Linked DNA regions of Sus scrofa: region 2 is linked to region 1. A link is a contact called in public HiChIP or PLAC-seq data. All regions are on one chromosome and are shown on one strand. Each heading gives the region's core, a stretch centred on a gene start, on an enhancer-like site or on the middle of the called end of the contact. The rest is flanking DNA. Distances are from core to core; before and after follow the strand shown. Region 1 overlaps SIK3 (serine/threonine-protein kinase SIK3). Region 2 overlaps SIK3 (serine/threonine-protein kinase SIK3).

Region 1 (5,280 bases), core at 1,842-4,341:
AATTGACAAAAAGAGAGAAAAGAGTAAGTCTTTAGCTTAGATGTTAGAAGGACTGAGCCAGAGCTTTCTACAGGAGTTTAGAAGTGGGGAAAAATGAGCTCACACTCTAGTACGTTTAGGCTTCTGGTGAGATCTGTCAAATGCACTTTAAACAACACGAAGTCCCTAACTAGGGACAGCGAGTGAATACAAGCTGTTAAGAACTGGACATCCGTCAGATGTGGACACCATGCTTCATTTTTAACAGGCCATTCTCTAACAGTGCCTGCTCCTTTGACCCACTATTTCTCTTAACCCAAAGCCTAATTATTCTAATAATATGTTTTAGCTGCTAAACTTTGTCTAATTAAAGAGCTTTAAAGAGACAGCTTTTCTTGAGAAACATAAAAATAAACCCTTATGAAGGTTTACCATCAGAAGCTCATTTGGCCAAACCACCCATTAATTAAAATGCCCAAGAGACATTCATCTGGCAGTAAATACTAATTACCAGAACACATCAAAGAGTTTCTTAAATACAACAGAATGATTAATTTAACGATTTCTAAAATAAGTGATTTTCTTTTATTTAAAAAACCCTTTATATTTTCTAAGTACTTTGTTTTCTTAAAATGATTGGAAAGTTCTCAAAAAATGTTACATAGGCCAGGAGCTGGTGGAATACAGCCTAGTTCTATTTTATCTCTTCAATGGCACACCGGTTGTCCTTGGACCAATCATTTACACTGCCAATATCTCCACCTCTTGATCTGCTAAATAGAAATAAATTCTGTTACACACTATGGCCAAAGAAAGAATGGCACATTTGGGAATAAACTCATACTCTGAATTAAGAGTTATCATACATGATATAACTTTAACTTTCAAGGACATTTGAAAAGCTTTTTTTTGTTGTTTTAAAAAAAAAAGCTATGATACTATGCAAATACTATTTCAGTGTTTGATTAATAGATTGTTAAGGATCTTTGCTCAAGATTTCCTAGATTTGCTTGAAAATATTATTATACACCAGTTGTCTCTGCTATATAAGTCTGGTTAAAAGGTATCTGAAATAGTATAGTGGATACAAGAGCTTAAACTATACAATACTTTCCCTAAAGATACCTACAGTATCTCCATAGCTATGAATATAAAGAAGATAGACAATTCATTTTTCTTAAAAAATTGTTGGCTGCAAACATCAGATGACTTTCCTAGCCATGTGTCTGACGTTCAGGTTTTCTCATCTTTGCGAGTGTTGTGCTTTCCTCATATATAGGACCTTCATACTAGCTCACTGTCATTCAGACTTTAGCCTCTGCTTTTATTTTTGCCCATCTTATTACCTCCAATCCCATTAGTTTGCTTTCAGTGTAAACCTACAGGGTCTAGTGGGTGTGCCAGGAAGCCAGCAGCTTACAGTGGTTTTTGGTCCCTGCTGAAATTGCCTTTCAGCTGCCTGCTGACAAATGGCTGCTTTATGTTCATGTGTGCTCCATAAGGCGGGCAGCAAAAATTCTTCAAGCTCAAATATGTTTAACTTTCAACGAAGAAACCCAGAGCAGCAGCCCAGCCTGAACTTCACACAAAGTCACAGCATTAGAATAAACAGTGGGTTGATTTCAGAAGGCAAATGAAATAAATAGCTCCAGAACCACTCAATATTCAAAGTAAAATATATGCTGAAACTTGTCAGGATAAAGCCCAGTTGCAAGGAACTCTAAAGAGTCCTGCTTCTTCCGGGACAGTTCAGTGAGCTTGTTCTCCTAACTACTGGGCGAGGTGCCCTCCACATCTCCAAACCCAAAGATCCCAATCTATAGCCACCACCCTGGCTTCCGAGATTCCTGCCCCGACCCCACCCCTAGACTGTCTAGACAATCTTCAACCCATCACAGTCAATCTCCTCTCACCACCAATTAACTACTTAGCTATTTAGCTGTCACTCTACCTCTGGGGCAAATCTGGTTTTCCCCTATCACGACTTTAATCATTTCAACCCAGTCTAGGATGAGGTGACTCTCAATTAAAAGGTGAAAATGGTTCTCCTGTTTTCAAGCTCTTATCAAGAGTAAGGAGTCTTGGAGTCTTGGAGTTCCTGTCAGGGCGCAGCACAAAAATCCGACCTGAAACCATGAGGGGTTCTATTCCTGGCCTGGCTCAGGCTCACTGGGTTGGGGATCTGGTGTTGCCGTGAGCTGTGGTATAGGTCGAAGACATGGCTCGGATCCTGCATTGCTATGGCTGTGGTTGTGGTGTAGGCCGCAGCTGTAGCTCTGATTCAACCCCTAGCCTGAGAACCTCCATATGCCTCAGGTTCGGCCTTAAAAGGCAAAAAAAAAAAAAAAAAAAAAAAAAAAAAGAGTAAGGATTCTTAAGTTCTCTTTCTCACTTTTCAATCGCCATAAATCACTTGGCACTGGATTTCTAAATCTTTTTTTTATCCACTCTTCCTCACAAAATAAAAAGTATTGACACTAAGGGATTTATACACCTCATAAGGAGTATGTCATTAGAGTGGAGGGCATGAATTCTGAAGTTTCACACGTATCAGAGCATCGACATTTATAAAGTTAGCTTCAGAATTCACTGTTTGTAATTTCGTCTCAATCTGACTCAAAAAGAAATATCTTGTGGTACATTTAGATGCTAACCTTTCAAAGAGCAAAAATACACATAAGGCAGTCTTAACTTCCCTAGACCAGCTTCACTGGTGTGTCAGAGGCATGCCACTAATGGGGTAGTGGTGGGGAGCCAACATTTCTTAAAATAAGTCACTTTTCCACTATAAACAGACAGTGCCTCCATTTGTCTGCTAAGTCTACGACTCATAACTGATCCAAAACACTAGCTGAAAATGAACATACCCTGACAGCGGGTCAAGCAACAGGGCAGAAACTTTTCATTTTTCATGATGAAGAGAGAACCCAGGCTAGAATGGGGAAAAGGCAGCTTGTGTGCTAAGCTTAGGTGGCTACCTGAAAACATTTCTGCCAATTCCAAGCTAACCACCGCTAGCAGTTCTTTGCTTTGCCACTCAATTCTATCATTTCTTCTTTCTACACCCATGGAAACGACTTCCTGTTTATCAAACAAATGCTTCTTTCCAAAAAAGCCAGGGTGAGGCCAAGATAACTCAGCTGCCTGGGAACAGGTTAACAAGAGTGCACTCACTTTAACATCACACTGCCCCTAACTTTCAGGGGCCCCAAGCTGCCAGTGACCAGAGGAAGAGGGCTTTTTATTTTGTTATTCTTGCCAACTACCTCATACCAGGCTTCTTTATTTGTTGCTGCTTCTTATTACAATTGCTTTCCTTTATCCTTCCTGTGGTCCAGGCCAAAAACCTTGCTGTCATTTTTCATTCACTTTCCCCAACACCTCAAATCCGAGCCAGCAGCAGATTTTATAAACTCTGCTGCTAAAATATATCCAGAATTCAACCATTCCTCACACATCTTCCCATCCCACTCTAGTGCCACCAACCTAGCCCAATGGCCATTCTCTCCGTCCTGGATCATTGCAGTACCCTCAGATTATTACTCCTTACCAGCCTCATAGATTCTGCCCTTGGCCCACTGCGATCTACTCTCAAGATGACAGCCAGAGTAATTATTCTTTTTCGTTTTACTTTTTATTTTGAAATAATTACAAATTCACAGAAAGTTGCAAAGATAGTACAGAGAGACCCCATGTACCATTCATCCAGTTCCCCCCAGTGGTTAAATCTGACATAATTACAGAATATCAAAACCCAGAGTTTGACACAGGTTGTGTGTGTGTGTGTGTGTGTGTGTGTGTGTGTGTGTGTGTACTCTTCTTTTTATCACATGTGTAGATCTGTGGACCTACCACTATTTGGAGTTACTACTGAGTATTCTTGCAGGCATAAAAACAAAACACACACACTATATGTGTTTCCGTCTAACCCAAAAATTACTTTTTCCTTCAGAGTTGTGAGAAAACACAATTCTTTGCAAAGCACAGTCACAAGACATGCTTTAGTTCTAAAGGTTTTTTGTTTTTTGCTTTTGTCTTTCTGTCTTTTCTAGGGTCTCACCCACAGCATATGGAGATTCCCACGCTAGAGGTCTAGTCGGAAGTGTAGCTGCCAGCCACAGCCACAGCCACAGCAACATGGCTGTAACCTCCAACACAGCTCATGGCAACGCCGGATCCTTAACCCACTGAGCAAGGCCAGGGATCGAACCCGCAACTTCATGGTTCCTAGTCAGATTTGTTAACCACTGAGCCACAAGACGAACTCCAGTTCTAAAAGCTTTAAACTAGAACTATTTCTATTCCATTGCCTCTTTACTACATACAAGAGTACTTTATGGAGTTCCCTTGTGGTGCAGCAGGTTAAGGATCTGGCATTGTCGCTGCAGCAGCTCAGGTCACTGCTGTGGTGTAGCTTTGATCCAGGGCCTGGGAATTTCCACGTGCTCTAGGTGCCTGGTGGGGGGAGGGGGGGAGAGTGCTTTGCATGTGATGGATACTTAATAATTACAGATTAATTCAAGGAATATCAATTGGAAGAAAACTATAAACTTTTATAAAAAACATTTTAGGAGTTCCCGTCGTGGCGCAGGGGTTAACGAATCCAACTAGGAACCATGAGGTTGCTGGTTTGGTCCCTGGCCTTGCTCAGTGGGTTAAGGATCCGGCGTTGCCGTGAGCTGTGGTGTAGGTTGCAGACATGGCTCGGATCCCGCGTTGCTGTGGCTCTGGTGTAGGCCGGTGGCTACAGCTCCGATTCGACCCCTAGGCTGGGAACCTCCACATGCTGTGGCAGTGGCCCAAGAAATGGCAAAAAGACCAAAAAACAAAAAAAACAAAAAAAAACCATTTTAACCTTTCATTTTGCCACTAACAAAGCTTTTTTAAACTAGGCACTGTTTATGTTAAGTCTTTTTAAAAAGCATGCCATTCTTTTGATAAAAAGTCTATTACATTAATGTATAAAGGAAGATTTGTTTTCTGATAGCTACTTAAAAAAATTCTTCTAGACTAAGCATAAGCCAAGAAGCCAATGAAACAGGATGCCATATAACAGGCCTTTCAAGAATGTTATTCAGACTTTTTAGATGAAGTACAAATGTTTCTCACATTACACCAATATACTAGCAAAGGTGGCTCAGCGAATTTTGTAATACAGAGGTTCTTCCCTGCTTCCTAGAATATTCTGCAGGCTCCTAATCCAGCTCATTCTTTAAAATCCAGCTCAAAGTCCATGTCTCCCAAGTCTTCCCTAACCTACTCACCTACTCTGGAAGAGCTGGTCCATAATTTATCATGGCA
Region 2 (5,280 bases), core at 1,021-3,520, 140 kb after region 1:
TTCTTAACCCACTGTACCAGAAGGGAACTACAGATATTGCTTTTTTCTTTTCTTTTTTTTTTTTTAAGGGCCACACCAGCAGCACATGGAAGTTCCCAAGCTAGGGGTGGAATTGGAGCTACAGCAGCCAGCTTCTGCCAGAGCCACAGCAACGCCAGATCTGAGCTGCATCCGCCACCTACACCATAGCTCATGGCAAGGCCGGATCCTTAATCCACTGAGTGGGGCCAGGAATCAAACCCTCATCCTCATGGATACTAGTCAGGTTCGCTACTGCTGAGCCACAACAGGAACTCCCCATTTATTGCTTTTTAAATCTTATTTCTTTACTATAGAAAGGAAGAACCTTAAAGATGGAGAGAATGACTTCTGCCCTGTTGTAATATACCACACTGCTGGGAAGACAGAAAGTAGAGCCTGTCGCTTTCTCAGTGATGCTATAATACAGTTCATCAACTTGAGGGGATGGAAATCTGAACCACATTCCACTTTGGCAACATCAACAAGAATCTATGGTTGTACTTGCCCCACCTGGAGTTAAGTTGAAAGAAGGTAAAAGGGTATGTTTGACAGTTCTATACCTAAATTGATGGGTTTCTGATTTTCAGTGGGTTTCAGTTTTATGGGGTTTTGTTTGTTTGTTTGTTTTTAGTTTTTATTATGGAAACTTTCAAATATGCTCATAAGTAGAAAGAAACTGCTTAGTGGGCCTCCTGTACCCATCAGCCAGCTATGACAATTATAAACACATAGCCATTTGTATCTACACTCTGGACCACTTCTTCCTCTCCCCAGCAGACCCCAGACACTGCATTATGTCATCTATATTTCTTCAGTATATACTTCCAAAAGGTAAGTACTTTTTCTTTTGACCATGACAATATTATTACTCCACCTAAAAAGATAATAATAATTCCTTAACATCAAATATCTAGTCAATATTTAAATCTATCGTCTTATAATAATCTTTCATCAATCAGTTTGTCCAAGTCAAGACCTCAGATTGCTGCGGGAGGAAAAATGGGTTTTTTTTCTCCTGCTCCATGATCTTCTGCTCTCAATTTCATACACTAACTCCTTAATTTTTGGTGCAAGCAAAAGAGCATTTCCTTTTTCCAATACCCACTACTCTCCTTTTTAATAAAGAAAACATCCCTTCTCAGTCCCCACACTGCAGTCTGCCATTACCTCAGAGCTTTTAGCACATTCAGAAAAACATTTAATCCAGTGACACAGCCTCCTTCCTTCACAGTTAGGTTCCCACATTTCATTTACAACTCAAAAGAGTTTTCAACTGTAACATCGTGTAAGTGTAAATAATGAATGCCCCATTAAATGATTGTTTTTCCATTTCTATGAATCTCTCTGAGGAGCTCACTTTTAAAAGTGAAGTTATTACATTGTCAGCTTCCATTTTAAGTGAGTTACTCTTTTTTTTTTTTTTTGGTCTTTTTGCCATTTTCTTGGGCCGCTCTTGCAGCATATGGAGGTTGCCAGGCTAGGGGTTGAATCGGAGCTGTAGCCACCGGCCTTCGCCAGAGCAACAGGGGATCCGAGCCTCATCTGCAACCTACACCACAGCTCACAGCAACACCGGATCATTAACCCACTGAGCAAGGGCAGGGATCAAACCCGCAACCTCATGGTTCCTAGTCGGATTCATTAACCACTGAGCCACGACGGGAACTCCAAGTGAGTTACTCTTAACACTTCGTGAACTAAGGCATAGTTGGTAGGGCATTTAATCCCAAAAGATTACAGGCATAGTGCTAAAAGATTAGGTTAGCTCTTTTCCTTAACCATGAAATTTATCCCTCACTACTCACAAGGGGAACCAGATAAGAAGCTATATAATAATCAGTTCAAAAACAAACCCTTCACTAGAAAATATTATAACGGCAAGCAGTGCATCAGTGGGGTTATTTTCCTTCATTGTGAACACAGATTAACAGAAGCAGATAGCAAGCGTTAGGCAAACAACTGGGAGAGGAAAAAAAAAAAAAGAAAGAAAGCATAATCTTTACAACTACTTCTAAACCCCAAGAGCTTGTAGTCTGGACTTTCAGCAGGGTAGGATGAATCAAAACCCTTTTATTACCCACTTGCTTGGACTCAGCATTGTGAAAGACAAAAAAACGTGGCAGTCTCTGCCTGGACAGCACTTACACTGTGGAAAAAACAAGATTAAGATATGTCAATCAGCACTACTCAAGTAAGGGACAGGTCAGCAAAGGCTAAAGAAGTCAGAGAGAACCATGCAAAGGTCAGAAGAAGAGCTGAACCTTGAAGGCAGAACAGAAACCAGGAACATGAGGATGCACTGTAAGCTCATGAGAGTAGAGACCATGTTTTCCTTCACCGCTCCATCCCCATGCCTGGCACAGAGCCTCGAACACAGCAGACACTCAACTATTTGTGGATGAACAGAAGGACAAATAATAGAAGGAAGGAAAAAAGGTAGAGGGGAAAAAGAAAAGAAAGGAGGGGGTAAAAAGAGTAGAATCGGATAAGAGTTTTTTTTTTTTTTTTAATACAAGATTAAACATGGCAATTTCATGAGATAGTAAGGAAATACAGAATGGTGATAAATTAGGTAAAATGAACCCAACCCATTCGTGGTTTTAAGTCAGCCAATAAGATATAAAACTGATCCATATTATGAATGAATATGTCCATAAAATGAATATGTCCAGAAAGTACATTTGGTTATGTTTCCACTTTTTAAAAACACTAACTGAAAGTATTTTAGGAAATGGCCATTCATCTTTGTGTATTGTTGGGCATAACCTAGAAAGTGTGCTAATACTTCCCTAGAGAAGAACTAATACTACCAGCTGATAGAGATGAGTAATTTTTTTTCCTGAGTATTTTTACTATCTGAAAATGTGACTAGGTTATCACTAAGGTCAGTCTCTTTGGTAGTTGTGTAATCAAATGCCTGAGACTCACCACAATTAAAGCGAGAGATGGCTGAGTGCAACCTAACACAAAAGCCACTGACTAATGCTGAATCACAGCTTCCAAGTGATTATTTCACCATAATGTCAACCTCCCATATTAACACTCCCTACAATGGTCCTTGGAAGTACATCAAAAGTATTCTCCAATAAGTATTCTCCAATACTCTGCAGGATAATGCTAAAGGATCAAGGCAATAAAATCTAGCAGGTTCTTCTGCCTATAAGCCAGAATTTATTAACCCAAGGAGATCCTTACCTCCTCAAACTTCACAATGGCAGAATTCATGATTTGGTATACACTCAGTGTATATGAATTCCCCAGACAGTTCCCCCAAAAAATGTTCCAGGTCCTGGCTCCCACTAGCTACGGTCTTCAGTGGCAGCTATATAATCTCTAAATAGAAAGACTTGAGGAACTGCAATCTAAAAAGGGAAGAGGACAGTGGAGAATTTATCATGAAGCTACATATGCATGGCAAGTGCACTGCTTTAACTGAAATTATATGAGTTTGGCCAGTTGTTAGCCTCTCCAGTGGTCATTTTCCTTAGCATTCTTTCTACTCTTCCAGCCCAAATCATGCAAAACAGGCAAGTTGTCCAGTTATATGTTCACACTGTTATAATCAATTCTATAGTGATAGAATTCTGGTTATTTACAATTTCGCTATTTAATCTGGGTGCTAACATCTGGTGTAATGGAACAAACAAGAGCCTTGTTCTTATAAATCTCAGCTCTACCACTTAAACAATATGTGACCTTGAACAAGTTATCTAACTGAACTTCAGTTTCCTCCATGGAAACTAGGTATAACAACAGTTTGTTTGCAAAGATGCTGAGAAGGTAGCATCAGTTATATGTAAGACACATCTAGAACACAGTAGGCATTTAGCATATGATAATTATGGTGGAAGGCTGGTGACCAGCCCTAAGCTCACATTTCCAAATAATACTTTTTCTTTTAATTTTTTTTTTTTTTTTGTCTTTTTGTCTTTTCTAGGGCCACACCCACAGCATATGGAGGTTCCCAGGCTAGGGGTCTAATCTGAGCTGTAGCCACCAGCCTATGCCAGAGCCACAGCAACTCGGGATCCAAGCCGCATCTGCAACCTACACCACAGTTCACGGCAATGCCAAATCCTTAACCCTCTGAGCAAGGCCAGGGAGCGAACCCACAACCCCATAGTTCCTAATTGGATTTGTTAACCACTTCACCACAACAGGAACTCCTCCAAATAGTATTGACTATGCAACGAAAGTATCTATCAGCCTTACTCTAACTAGTCCAGTTGTGAGATGACTTACCTACCCTTTTATAATCTCATCTGCCCCTCCCCCCCACAAAAGGAGTTCCCTATCATGGCTCAGTGGTAACAAACCCAACTAGTATCCATGAGGACGTAGGTTCGATCCCTGGCCTCACTCAATGGGTTAAGGATCAGGTGTTGCCATGAGCTGTGGTGTAGGTCACAGCTGTGGCTGTGGTATAGGCCAGCAGCTGCAGCTCCAATTCAACCCCTATCCTGGAAACTTCCCATCTGCCGCAGGGGCAGTCCTAAAAAGACAAAAAAAAAAAAAAAAAAAAAAAACCTCATCTGGTCTCTAGATCCTCTAGAAAATTCTGTCTTCTCTATTGCCTATTTCTGTTTCATAACCTCAGACTAAATGCATTTTCTTAACAGACTTTGAATGCCCGGTTTTGCCCCCAGTCTATTCTAGGGAACTCTGAAAGTCTCTGGTTTCTTAAGAACTATCAGCGTTTGGTTTGCCATTACTCCAAGAGGCAGTCAACCCATCATGTTCTGCCAATGTCTAAATACTTTTGTGTCTATGTCACAAGCTGACTGCTAGCTCTTATCTCCCCCGGCAAATAGGACCCTGATTTCCTGAATGACAGGTACATCCCTCTCTCACAAGCCTGCCTCACCTCATTTATTTCGTCTTATTCTCCCACCACCCCTTCCCTACATCCCCACAACAGAATCTCTATTTTGGGAAAGTGGAAAGATACTCAAATCCGAGTTAAAAGACCCTGTTCTACCTCTACCTCTCTCACTCAAATTTGTTCATTTGTGCAAAACGCTGTGCTTACCTCCCAAGATTGCAGTAAGGCTCAAATAAGACATTTGTGAAGATGCTATATGAATCTAAGATAGTCTTAAGTCTATTATGACTTAAGATTGCTTTTTTTTGGGGGGGTGTCCTTTTAGTCTTTTCCAGGGCCGAACCCATGGCATATGGAAGTTCCCAGGCTAGGGGTCTAATCAGAGCTGTAGCTGCCAACCTACACCAGAGCCACAGCAACTTGGGACCTAAGCTGCA

What was found. HiChIP or PLAC-seq counts read pairs in DNA pulled down with a chosen protein or histone mark.
Region 2: an H3K27ac HiChIP or PLAC-seq map of alveolar macrophages shows a contact between it and region 1. The contact joins two enhancer-like sites. A contact is called at or near these places in 1 of 47 Hi-C or Micro-C datasets (embryonic fibroblasts) and 2 of 2 datasets of contacts at active chromatin or transcription factors (alveolar macrophages and skeletal muscle).

What each region holds. Positions count from the first base shown.
Region 1 is chr9:44,301,415-44,306,694 of Sscrofa11.1, forward strand. All of the region lies in intron 4 of SIK3 (serine/threonine-protein kinase SIK3), which reads right to left. Among named protein-coding and RNA genes, the nearest start is that of APOA1, 86 kb to the left of the region's middle. Within about 2 kb of position 3,092, at least 8 of the 83 cell types and tissues checked have an H3K27ac peak or open chromatin away from gene starts, as enhancers often do. A contact at or near this core is called in alveolar macrophages, where this site is marked.
Region 2 is chr9:44,442,636-44,447,915 of Sscrofa11.1, forward strand. The region is part of intron 1 of SIK3 (serine/threonine-protein kinase SIK3); the gene reads right to left. Among named protein-coding and RNA genes, the nearest start is that of SIK3, 26 kb to the right of the region's middle. Within about 2 kb of position 2,271, at least 10 of the 83 cell types and tissues checked have an H3K27ac peak or open chromatin away from gene starts, as enhancers often do. A contact at or near this core is called in alveolar macrophages, where this site is marked.